Linked DNA regions of Zea mays: all the other regions are linked to region 3. The links are chromatin contacts, called in public Hi-C maps. All regions are on one chromosome and are shown on one strand. Each heading gives the region's core, a stretch centred on a gene start, on an enhancer-like site or on the middle of the called end of the contact. The rest is flanking DNA. Distances are from core to core; before and after follow the strand shown. Region 1 holds the start of LOC100501287. Region 2 overlaps LOC100501399. Region 3 holds the start of LOC103626605 (auxin response factor 5).

Region 1 (4,025 bases), core at 81-2,580, 370 kb before region 3:
ATGCCTAATAGCCAAACATGAAAACAGTAGATGTTCTAGCAACAGTTAGCTAAGCTAATCATGCTTTCATTGCTTAGTGTGCCATTATAACCAAGAATCCAAGATAGTACCTTGACATGAGAGTCCATAAACGTCCAATCCCAGCATCATCTCGTAGTTCATTCGAGAAACCTACAGTAGAAAACAATAACATTCAGGAACCTTGGGGGAGTTACAGAAGAAGGCCCCAAACTCAATCATCTGGAACCCACTAAATCCATGGAACAATGAGTTTGCTGCTGCAAATAGACAGTAGATAACACGCCTGGTGAGTTTGGGGCTAATTTGCCAAGACTGTAAGAACAGATGGACCCATCTTGCCGACCAATCACAATACATCCTGGCTTCGCTGTTACCGCTGTAACCTTTGCGCTCTGAGCTTGAGTTTGGAGATTAAACTCAGCTATATCATCCTGATGCAGCACTGAACCAGATACGTAGGAAAATGGGCTGCGTAGGTGGCACAAAAGAGCAACTCCAGAAACGGTAAGCACATATAGCATATATACAAGCTCCCCTTGCCTGCGACCCTGCATTGCCACAGAAGTGAGTAGTCTAGTCTCTAATGTTCCAGAAAGTTCGTGAAAACAACGATTGGTGTAAGGTGTCATGAATGAGCAAACCTCTCGTTCACATAGAAAGGCGAATGGAGATAGCGCCTCCTGGAAGGCAAGACGCAGTCCAAAGCTAGGGAACTCCTTGGAGGGACTAAGTTCAATGACCTCCAGCACATTTGGGTGTTCCTCGTGAATCCTCCTGTAAGAAGAAACCATATGCTCCAATGCTCCATTCAAAAAAATCTCCACCTACTATGAGGTATGGACCTAGGGTTTCTCTGGATGTGGCAAGTACCAAAGCAATACTAAGCGTGCACTTAAGTTCTAGTTCTAAAAGGATTCATTTCACATAAACATGAGCACAAACAACTCAGAAGGCGAAAACTATTCGAAGCTAAGTCTAAATTGAGCGATGTCCAGCTAACACAATGTGTCACTCATCTGAACAGAGCCATAATATAGAGCTCGAAAGTGAGGAGAAGCCCCCAACACGTACCACGAGAGGTAATACTGAGAATCGCCCGAAGGGATGATGTGGCACCCCGAGGCAGCACGCGGGGGCACGCAGACGAAGGGATCGGAGGGGCTCGCCGGCGCAGCGGCGGAGGACGAGGGGATGGTGAGGTCGATCCACCGCAGCTTGTCCGAGCCGGGTATGGGAACCTCAGCGCCAACTATTCTCCGGGCGGCGGGGGCGGCCATGGCTGCCTCGTCGTCGGCGTCGTCGGCTACGCCGGCGGCCGCCGCGGGAAGGAGGGGTTTTGCCTTTTTGGAGAGAGTGGGTTTTGGGCGGCGAGATGGAGTGTGGTTGGAGGCTCGGACCAGGGGCACAGGGCTTTGAGAACAAGCAGATGCCGAGATGGGCCTTTTTTGTATGTTTTTTTTCTTATATATGGGCTTCATTGTTCTTTCCAGAGTTTTGGCCTCTGCAATCAAACTTCTTATGCAATTGTCGATGTACTTCATTATTTATTTTATTAATATTAAATTCTAAGCTTTATTTACTTTTAGAATCATAACAAAAAAATATAAAATTATTAGAGTTTAAAATGAAAAAATCTTTCAGCATACGACGAATTATAAGTTAAAATTTGATATAGTAGTATAGTAAATAATAAATATATGTAATTTTAAAAATGTGTTTTGATAGTTTAATTGAACGCTAGTTGTGTGAGAAATTAGATCGTATAATAATAACTTTTTATAGTAGATATGACCTTTGGTTATGAGCTGAGTATTATCGTTGTTGATCATTGTTAAGAGAAGAATTGTCGCGAGTTGGTAGATGGTAGCAAGCCGTATAAATGATCGTGCAAGTACTGGTTTTTATACTGTAGACTGCACTGTTTGATGAGTGGAATTTAAAATAATAAGTGAGATAAAAAGTCTGGTGCAGATAGCCTAAAGGGCATGTTTGCTACGTAAGAGCGGGTAAGCAAGGGTAGCAAGGTACAGCAAGACCACACATAATATAGAGGGAAGGAATTTGAGGAATCTTTTTATGGATCTCTACCTTGATAATAGAGCTGTTGTGTAATTGAGTACTAGTCAGTTACCCGTGCGTTGCGATAGCTAACAACAATATCCACATAAATTATCCACCAAAAAGATATCAAGATTTTTTTTATTGATTGTCTCCGCTCTTCGTATAATATTTTTTATGAACGCACGAGTACCATAGGCAGCAAATCAGAGACCCCATCCCTAGGCTCCCACTTCCAAGGTTTCGTAGAGCAGGAGGAGAAGGGAAGAGGCGGACTTACATGTTCGTTACCGGAGAAGGACACAACGAAGACATGGATATCTGGAGGTGACATAGGTAGTATATCGCTAGATATATAGAGAGAGCACGTAAGCGGAGAAAGAAGCCCAGCCAAATCAGCTCCAAACCAAGAGGCACCCACACTAGGCGTCAATCTGAGAATGATGAGAGAATGTGAGTGTCTTCCCAGCCCTGTGAAAGGGAATTAGGCTTACATCTAGTTCCTAAATAATTTTGGTGGTTGAATTGCCCAACACAAATAAATTGGACTAACTAGTTTGCTCTAGTGTTTAAGTTATACAGGTGTAAAAGGTTCACACTTAGCCAATTAAAAGATCAAATATTGGATTCAACAAAGGAGAAAAAGGGCAACCGAAGGCACCTCTGGTCTGGGGGCACCGGACAGTGTCCGGTGCACCACCGGACAATGTCCGGTGCACCAGAGGACTTCAACTCAAACTTGCCACCTTCGGGAGATTCCAGAGGCACTCCGCTATAATTCACCGGACAGTGTCCGGTGCTCCAAGGAAGAGCTGCCTCAGGAACTCGCCAGCCTCGGGAAATCGGAACGGCTGCTCCGCTATAATTCACCGGACATGTCCGGTGTACACCGGACTATCCGGTGAACCAGCAGAGCAACGGATACTTCGCGCCAACGGTCACCTGCAGGCGCATTCAATGCGCGCCAGAAGCGCGCAGAAGTCAGGCACGCCCATACTGGCGCACCGGACATTGAACAGTACATGTCCGGTGTGCACCGGACATCCAGGCGGGCCCAGAAGACAGAAGCTCCAACGGTCGGAATCCAACGGCATTGGTGACGTGGCTGGCGCACCGGACATGTCCGGTGTGCACCGGACTGTCCGGTGCACCATACGACAGACGGCCTCCACCAACGGTCATGTTTGGTGGTTGGGGCTATAAATATCCCAACCACCCCACCATTCATTGCATCCAAGTTTTCCAGCTTCCAACCACTATACAAGAGCTAGCATTCATTGCAAAGCACACCAAAAGAGATCAAATCCTCTCCCAACTCCACACAAAAGCCTTAGTGACTAGAGAGAGTGATTTGTAGTGCTCATTTGAGCTCTTGCGCTTGGATCGCTTCTTTTCTTTCGCATTCTTTCTTGTGATCAAACACTCACTTGTAATTGAGGCAAGAGACACCAATTGTGTGGTGGTCCTTGCGGGAAGTTTGATTCCCAAGTGATTTGAGAAGAGAAGCTCACTCGGTCCGAGGGACCGTTTGAGAGAGGGAAGGGTTGAAAGAGACCCGGCCTTTGTGGCCTCCTCAACGGGGAGTAGGTTTGCGAGAACCGAACCTCGGTAAAACAAATCCGCGTGTCACACTCTTCATTTGCTTGTGATTTGTTTTGCACCCTCTCTCGCGGACTCGTTTTTATTTCTAACGCTAACCCGGCTTGTAGTTGTGTTTATATTTGTAAATTTCAGTTTCGCCCTATTCACCCCCCTCTAGGTGACTATCAATTGGTATCGGAGCTCGGTGCTTCATTAGAGCCTAACTGATCGAAGTGATGTCGGGAGATCACGCCAAGAAGGAGATGGAGACCGGCGAAAAGCCCACTACAAGCCATGGGAGCACTTCATCGGAAGAGTCCCGCACCAAGAGGAAGGAGAAGAAGAACTCCTCCAAAGGGAAGGAG
Region 2 (4,169 bases), core at 294-2,793, 420 kb before region 3:
CATGTGAAGGGTGGCATGACAATATGCTTACATTGCTTATGCACATGCCATTTCCACCGTCCGTGAGGCCATGATACTAGATCTGGCAAATGTGTCAGCTTGCTCCATATTGTTGATACCATGACATGTGCAACCATTTGCACTCTGTTGCTCTGTTCTTCGTGTTTGCTTTGATTTAATCCGTACCGACTTCTACTGTTTCTATAGTGTTTTTATCTTTATATATTGTAACTGTAACAGTCCAAATGTTTCTATCTCTATGTATTGCAGTTGTAACAATCCAAACAAACGGCTTTAATCTGAAGCGAATCGATCTGCTCGGACGCTAGAATTTCAGAGCCCATGTGAGTGACCAAATGTGTCACGAAGAAGGGAGGAACAGGTACTTCAGTCTTCAGTCATGCAATCTGATGCAACAATGGGAGTTCACACTTTTCTGGCCACAATGAAGTAATAAAACAAACAGTACTTCTGAATTTTCAGTACGTATAGTTGTAGACACAGTTGATGCATCCCTCCTCGCTCGGCTCTTTGCAATGATGAGGTGGTAACTGTCGTCCTGCGCTCTTTTAGCTTCTTTGTTTGTGTTCAGTGTCCAATTCAGTTCAGTTATTAGGAAAGTTCAGCCCTGACTACCAACTAATACAGTATATTTGTGATATATACGTATTGTGTTCTCGACATAAAATTATTTCCATGTGAGCCGCCGGATTAAAAACCACCTGTTTATAAATTCTGGCCGACTTTATTTGTCTCTACTTCTTTTAGTTCTTTGTCTGCACGTGGGAAGCATAGGACGAGCGAGAGAAATGACATTATTTATCGCACGTAGTATGGATGGTCCACCATGTTCGGTGTGGCTTGCTGTGGCTGTAAATTCTAAAATATTTTATCTTTATATATTACATCTGCAGTAGTCCGAATAGCTACAGCAACTACGGCTGTAGGCAGTAGGGCAGTCGAACATAAAATTACGTGGTCAGACACCTTCCAACGTCTATCCTATCTTTTGTCCTAACTTAATTAGGGTTAATTTGGTAACCAGAGAAATAAAGGGGTCTATAAGAAAATCTCCGAGAAGGGTTTTTTTAATACTTTAGTATTTATCTTAATCCACATGTATTGAAATTGATAAGGGCTTGTTCGTTTCACCGTTAATCCATATGGATTGGGTGGTATTGAGTTGGTTTAAATGCATAACAAGTTAAAATCTATTTCAATACATTCCAATACACCTCAATTCACATGAAATTGGAATAAGCGAACAAGACTCAAGATGTAAAATAAATTAATTTACATATAAATACACGTTAATACATGTGAATTAGAACGAATATTAAAGTATTCAAACAAAGCCAAAAATAAATTCCTTCCTAATAGATTCCTGGTCAGTGGTCACCAAACCAGTATTAGTAACTTTTACCGGCAAATCCCAGCGGGCTTGATTCCTTCCGTTCCAGCTCAGACTTGCAAGTTAATGATGGACCTTCTCGGCGTTCAGAACACGACGTGCCGTCCATGTCCGCTAGTTCTTTAGATTCAAGTGGTGTCACCACTCACTCACCAGGGTGCGTGGCTGTAGCTATCTACCTAGCCACAACGCATGTTCGAATCGTTTATCTGATGAAATTTAAGTGCATATATTTTTCTACTTAATGAAAAACAACTGATCTCACACTACCACTATCTTCTTTATTCTTATATTTAACCTTCACTCTACCAACGATACAGTATACAATGTAAAACAGTGTTAGTACGGCCATATAGATAAGCCGTTGGAGACGATCTAAGTTAGATTTCAACATTTTCTCCTTATATATCTATCATTCCCTTTGCTTTGGAATCCTACAATTAAATGAATTTTGGATTGACCCTGGCATGATCCGAAAACAAGTCAGCATGTAATATCCAAACCCTTGTTTAGTTTGTAATAAGATTGAGGCAGACGGCCACTGTACACACACGATACATTCGGTTGGTTACACGGCAGGGTTTCTGCAAGTGGAAATCAGCAGCCAGCAGCCTTGAGGAAGTTGTCGTAGGGGCTCGACGGTGGCAGCCTCAGGAACGGCTGCTGGACGTCGCCAGCAACCTGTGCCTCGCCGGCACTGATGCTCTGCAGGAGGAACGGGTTTGTGCTCTGAAAACAAATCGGCAACAGTCAGCCTCATCATCTCACCCATCTGAAATTCCCCAACCCATCTCATCACCCAGATATTTCCGCCCCGATTTGCAGTTAAGCGTTTGTGAAAATGCAGATTACGAGCTCGAAACTAAGCTGGTCCATGCACCTGCTTGTCGGAGGTATGTGCTGCTTCAGCGTGGCTAACCTGATTGTCAGGCACGACGACCATGGCCGCTTGCTTGTTTTGCTTGAAGCTCATGAGCAGGGACATCTTGTGGTGCTTTCCCATCGAAAAGGCCTCACAGTGGCTAGTCATCTCCTGGAATGGGATGTCTCCGGCCATTGACACCAAACATTGCCCTCCGGTCTGAGATGACACATCATTCACGACCTGTAATGTGCACACAGATGGCGGTATAAACAAACAAAGAGAGAAGGCTGGAACAATGAACTGAGAAAAAAAAGGACATACTGTTTCTAGAAGTTCATCGATACTGAGAAGATTTGTTGTGGGCACAGGAATAGCTATAGCCGCCAGTGTAGTTGCAGAGGCTTCCAAATAAGTATTGTTGTCATTTCTCAGATCGATAAGTTCAGCCTGCTCAAAATTTCCGTGTACCTTTAGGATGGAGAAGAAAGTGAGGCAGATATATAGGTGATATGCATACGGATGGTAATGGGCTCTAAAATTTACACTATAAAAATTAAGGAACGGGTCGGATTAGGATCGAGCACTGTTTCTATTCAATTTTGAACTAAAATTAATTAAGGGCTCAAACTAATTATGAAGAGACATCTGGATCATAATCCATTACCACCCATAGATATACATATACCTCTTGATAGTCGTAGTCGGTGTCATCATCAGAACATGGCGGTGCAATCTTGCCAGGTGATTCAAGAAAGTGAGCGCTACTTGGGCACACGTCATCAGGGGAGAAATCACGCAGCAGTTGACTCCTTATATTCTCTAACTCCAACTGCAAAAGTTATGGGGACGTTAATCCACACATTCCATGGTATTCAGTTCAGGCAAATATAAGGAGTGCTTACGAAGAATGGATCGAAAATTACGTCTGGTAAATCTCTTATGGAGTTCATAATGGTTAAAATCATGGATTCTCGGGAGCAACTATTTGTTAGTTCCACCACTGAAAGAGATTTCAAGGCATTCTGATTGTCCTCGGGTGAGCCATAGGATGTTGATGGATCTTCCGTATAGTCCTTCACAGCCTGAAGTTTGTTCTCATGTACCAGATGAAGGAATGGATCCATCTACGATTAGTTGTGGCACATAAAGCTTAGGACCTTCATTGATTATAAAAAAAACATATGGAAGCAACACAAATGACATGAACAATGATAATGCGCTATTAATGTACAATGTAAACATGTGAATTGTATGCTTTGCAACAACAAGAAAGCCTTTTTAATCTCAAGCTAATTAGGATAGACTAGAGTCAAAGCACAAAAGGCCTACTTTCATGTGATATCTAATCAGTCGCAGCTGGCATTTACTGCACCTGTCATTGAGTGTGCGATGTTTACCTCCTCCACCCCCAACAAAAAAACAAAATGTTCAAGGAGGCTTGATTGAAGTATTTCCTTCTTATAGAAGACTGGCTAGAGCACCAATTATGATATTTCTTGTTTTCTTTTTGTCCTTTTTGTTTCTTGAATTCTGTTGCTTGCACACATCTTTTTCATCTATTATTAATATATATTAACCAGTAGAGGGCCCTCCTATTTCCTCAAAACAAAAAAAGAGATGATTGAGAGGAATACGATTGGACGCACCGTTCCATCATTGAGCATTAATTTACAAATTGGGAGAAGAGGTGCCACATTGAAAGCTCTTGAGGCAAAAACAATCATAGATGTAGCCAGAGTAAATAATGACCGGCGGCGAGATGGTGGCAATGAATCTAAACAAATGGTTAGGTAATTATCAGAAACCAAACTAACATGTGTTTTGATTAACTCTAGGCAAATAGTAAATTGCTCACCTGTTCCTCCAAGTGAATGGCTCATTAAAGAAAATGCA
Region 3 (4,141 bases), core at 1,515-4,014:
GTCGGTGCCGGTGCCGGCGCCGGCGCGGCGAGCTCGATCGGTACCGCCCGCACGGCACGGCACGGCAGCGTTGCGAGCCTGGACGCCATCGCCAGTGTGGCCGGCCAGGCACTAGTCGCGGGCACCGACTTTGGCTGTCCTGTCAGAGCGGGGAGGTGCACGACTGCACGGTGCACCCGGCCGCGCCCAGCGTAGAGTAGAGGTCGTCGAGTCGTCGCGACCGAAGGTGCTTGGCCATGCCCATGCGGCGGCGGCGGGCTCGGACGGCGCGGCGCCATCGTCGTCTCCTGCACTGGGCCGAGGATCATGCATGCTGGCACCACGCGCTGTGCCTGTACGTGCTTCTGAACTGCAACCACCGCCTGTTGACCATGGCCGACATGGCCCCCAACCCCAACCAAAAGATCCACAGGCGGTTGCGCGACTCACCTTTGGCTTAGCCTGGCCGGGACTCGACGTCGACGAGCAGCGCTGCGACCCCTGGCGGAGCGCAGAGGCTGAGGGAAACCGGTGGAGGAGAGCCGACGGCGGGCGATGCCAGTCCGGCGGGATTCTACGAATAACATACATCAATTCCCGGGGATCACGGAGCGAGCGAACGTGGGGGGCGATGGTGAGCACGGCAGGAGTACAAGACTCAAGATCCGAGTCACTTCCACACGTGCGAAATGCATATAGAATTTCGCTCATTTTTCACATTAAGAATGTCAACCATAGACCCATGGCCGGAGTCAAAGACCGGTGATAACTGATAAATGTATGTACAAGTGCATGTGCATGGCAGGAGTATATGAGGTTGTACGTGAGTCTTTAGTGCATTTAGGTTACACGTGAACTAACAGAGTTCACAAAAACTTTTGAGAAAATTCATACATATTTTTCTGCTATACTTCAATAATATATAAAACTTCAAGTTCAAATTCGTATCACGTGAAGAGTAATAAAAAAAACAATTTCTGACAAATTTAAATTAGAAAATCGGTTGATGTTTTGTTTGGATGTCGATATTGGAGGGCATAGAATTGGATTTGGTTCAATACAAAATCAATCATAGTATTGAAAATGAGATGTAATACCAATTCCATTGTTTGGATGTCAATGAATTGGAGTTTGTAATTGTGTGGTCTAATTCCACGTGATACAGATGGGTGACGCTCAGTATTGAGTCTCTGATTCCAAATCTTAATTCTGTGTGCAACCAAACAACATAATTTAGGAAAGCTGACTCAAATTCCTAATTCTGTTCTCCAATATCGACATCCAAATGAGCTATAAAATGTTCTTTTTATTACAACTAAAGTATAACGAATTTAAACTTGAAATTTTGAATATAGCTGGGGTAGGGTGGAAAGAATATATATGATTTTTTCCTGTTTTTTAAACTTTGTTAGTTTATTTACAATTTATGTGTACCAAATGCTTATGTACACTGGATATGTTCTATTCTAACTAACTATATATATATATATATATATATATATATATATGAATAACCATTATTTTAATCTATAGTCAATATGTAATCATTTTTCACATGAGACTAGTATTTTATTGCATCAAGCATTTATTATGAGCCATGTACTTTAGTCTTTGTATCAATTCCTTGTCCTAAGTCAATTCTCTCTCTCTCTTGTGTTTGGTCAAACTTATAGAAAAAAGAACACATATTTATAACAGAAAATAAGTAACATTATAAGAGTATATTTTATAGTGTATCTGATGACACTAATTATTTGGTTTCACAGACCTTACCGTTCTTTTCGATAAGCTCGATCGAACTTAAAACATATTAACTCAATGTAGCTTTAAGAAATGTTTTATTCAAAAATAGAGGAAGTATTCGATCATTTTGTTGAAATAAGGTTTAGACAAATCCAATTAAAACCTACACCAAGATAGTTACCCACAGTATGGCTGGCACGGATTGGCGTAGGTGACCTCGTAACAATTTATATATCTCACCGTAACGTAGAGCATACTGGACGAAAATAAACAATATACTCGCTCTATACTAAAATATATTCCCTCTGCTCCAATTTAAAATCCGTTTCAACATTTTAATATATTCATACAATAATTAATATATGTGTTTTATATATGTGTCTAGATTTATCATCATCTATTTAAATATAAACATAAAACGTAAGTGCTAAAAGGAATTGTGTAGTAGAACAAAGGGAGTAGTTCTTTCTATATTATTTTTTTCTGTCCATATTAAAATAAATGATAATAAATATAGACATATATACAAAGACAAACTATATTTATAGGTTAATTAATAAATAATATTTGATTAGTATAAAACGAAATACATTTTGGGTGTTGTAGTATCTCGAATTCTCGTGGATCACCAAATTGATATTTCGGTGGGTTGGCATATATTTCCAATCAATAAAACACAAAAAGTCTTGGAATCAATAGAACGCTCGGTAGCAAAAATCGGATTGTTGTGTGTTGACATTTGCAAAATTCTGAAAATCCACTACCGTGTCGCACTAACCAATACGCAGGGTGCTAATTTATCCAGATACCTTTATGAGCACACAAAGTCGTCAAAGTATCTCTCCTCACGGTAAACTCGCTGTCATGGTCACTGTAACACAGCCCATTATTGGTCATGTCCAAGGAAATAAATAAATAAAGCTTACGATGTCATGGAGGCGTAGGTTAAAGCATATAAAAATATCTTTAGAAAAAAAGCTTTCACTTTGAGGGAAAAGATTTTCGTTTTTAGTTAGGACTTACGAGTAGAAACGCTGGGGCTGGGCTGGGCTGAGCTGAGCCGAGCCTGCGAGCTGCAGAGAGTAGGAGCAGTAGAGGACATCCTCTTCCTGTCGTCCACCCTCCTCTCTCTCTCCACTCGCGCAAGAAGACGAGGAAAAAGAGGGAAACAAGGAGCGTTTCGTTTTAACTCCCGAGGCAACGCACCAACTAGCCAGCCCACGCAGCTCAGCACCACCCCTCTCTCTCTCTCTCTCTCTCTCTCTCTCTGCGGGAAGACGGCCCTTGGTCTTCGTGAGCTGCTGCTCGCGTTGTCGGGGAGGCGCCGCCACGCCGCTCGCCTCGCCTAGCGCCGCGTCCGGATTCCGGAGCAACAACTCCTAGGCAGGTAGTAGTAGTAGCCTAGTAGGTTGTGAACGACCCGGCCGGCCGGCGGCGCGGTGCAGCGTCCCCGCTGCTCCATGCCCGAGGGCCACCAGTGAAGCTCCCGCGTGGCCACGCGACGCGACCATGAAGCAGTCCCCGGCCAGCTCTGGTGTCACGGCCGCGCCCGTCGTCCCTGCCCCCGCGCCCGCGGCCGCCTCCACCGGCGCGGCGCCGCCATGCGAAGGTACCTCTTCTACCACCACCTTCCTCCTGTTTGCGCTTGCGGCGTGCGCATGACGCCGGCCTCGACGGAACGCCGCGCCCGTCTGTCGCCGGCGCGGCGGGCGGCAGTTCGCGTGTTCGTTCGAGCTGCGTATCATCCGTCCCAAGCTCAGAAAGGCGTCGCCTTTTCATGTGTTGGGTTTGTTGTTGTTGTGTCGCTGACGCCAACGCCGGCGTCGCCGTGCGCCCGCAGGGGAGCGGAAGGCGCCGGCGATCAACGCCGACCTGTGGTACGCCTGCGCGGGCCCGCTCGTGTCTCTGCCGCCGGTGGGCAGCCTCGTCGTCTACTTCCCGCAGGGCCACAGCGAGCAGGTGAGTGACACCGCGCTCTCCCTCCTCGTCCCCGTGCTGCTCATGCTTCTCCAGGCAACGGTCGCTGCTGACGCCATTGCTGCAGCCATTGGGATGCTCTGTTGTTTTAATAGGCTGTAACATCCGCTGATGGATGCTTTGGTCATCTTCTTTGGGATCATGTGACCACATCTTCAATTGGTGGTTACCGATATGTCGGTGTTCTCTGTTATCTGTGCAGAGTTTGTGGTTTCATTGCGATTTCAGGTGGAAAGTTGTGTTTTTTTCCTTCTACTGTTCATTCTGTGAGTTTTTGCTTCGTGTCGAGTTGATTTTACTAAAATGTTTTTATTTTATAAAGGAAAAGGGATATGGATATATGATATAAAGGGTACTACAACTATAAGTGCAGGAATAGTTTAAAAAACAGTTTTTTGATTTGTTGTGGAGCCTACTGTTTGTTGCAGAACTAATTGGAATA

What was found. Hi-C and Micro-C count contacts between places; a contact is called where the count stands out from the background.
Region 1: a contact with region 3 is called in a Hi-C map of ear, with 5 times the contacts expected there. The contact joins the promoter of LOC100501287 here to the promoter of LOC103626605 in region 3. A contact is called at or near these places in 4 of 25 Hi-C or Micro-C datasets (bundle sheath, ear, leaf and 1 more).
Region 2: a Hi-C map of leaf shows a contact between it and region 3, with 5 times the contacts expected there. The contact joins the enhancer-like site here to the promoter of LOC103626605 in region 3. A contact is called at or near these places in 2 of 25 Hi-C or Micro-C datasets (leaf and tassel).

Annotation. Positions count from the first base shown.
Region 1 is chr5:80,842,947-80,846,971 of Zm-B73-REFERENCE-NAM-5.0, reverse strand. It overlaps LOC100501287, which reads right to left and starts at 1,330. Exons shown (of 27, transcript NM_001362462.1): 1 at 1,093-1,330; 2 at 663-795; 3 at 305-569; 4 at 111-171. The coding sequence starts at 1,298.
Region 2 is chr5:80,898,460-80,902,628 of Zm-B73-REFERENCE-NAM-5.0, reverse strand. It overlaps LOC100501399, which reads right to left. Exons shown (of 20, transcript NM_001348679.3): 14 at 4,132-4,169; 15 at 3,923-4,050; 16 at 3,200-3,358; 17 at 2,962-3,105; 18 at 2,598-2,744; 19 at 2,292-2,516; 20 at 1,881-2,140. The coding sequence ends at 2,009. Among protein-coding and RNA genes, the nearest start is that of LOC100283771, 6.7 kb to the left of the region's middle. Within about 2 kb of position 1,543, at least 5 of the 20 cell types and tissues checked have an H3K27ac peak or open chromatin away from gene starts, as enhancers often do. A contact at or near this core is called in leaf, where this site is marked.
Region 3 is chr5:80,477,725-80,481,865 of Zm-B73-REFERENCE-NAM-5.0, reverse strand. It overlaps LOC103626605 (auxin response factor 5), which reads left to right and starts at 2,764. Exons shown (of 15, transcript XM_008647013.4): 1 at 2,764-3,331; 2 at 3,563-3,681. The coding sequence starts at 3,232.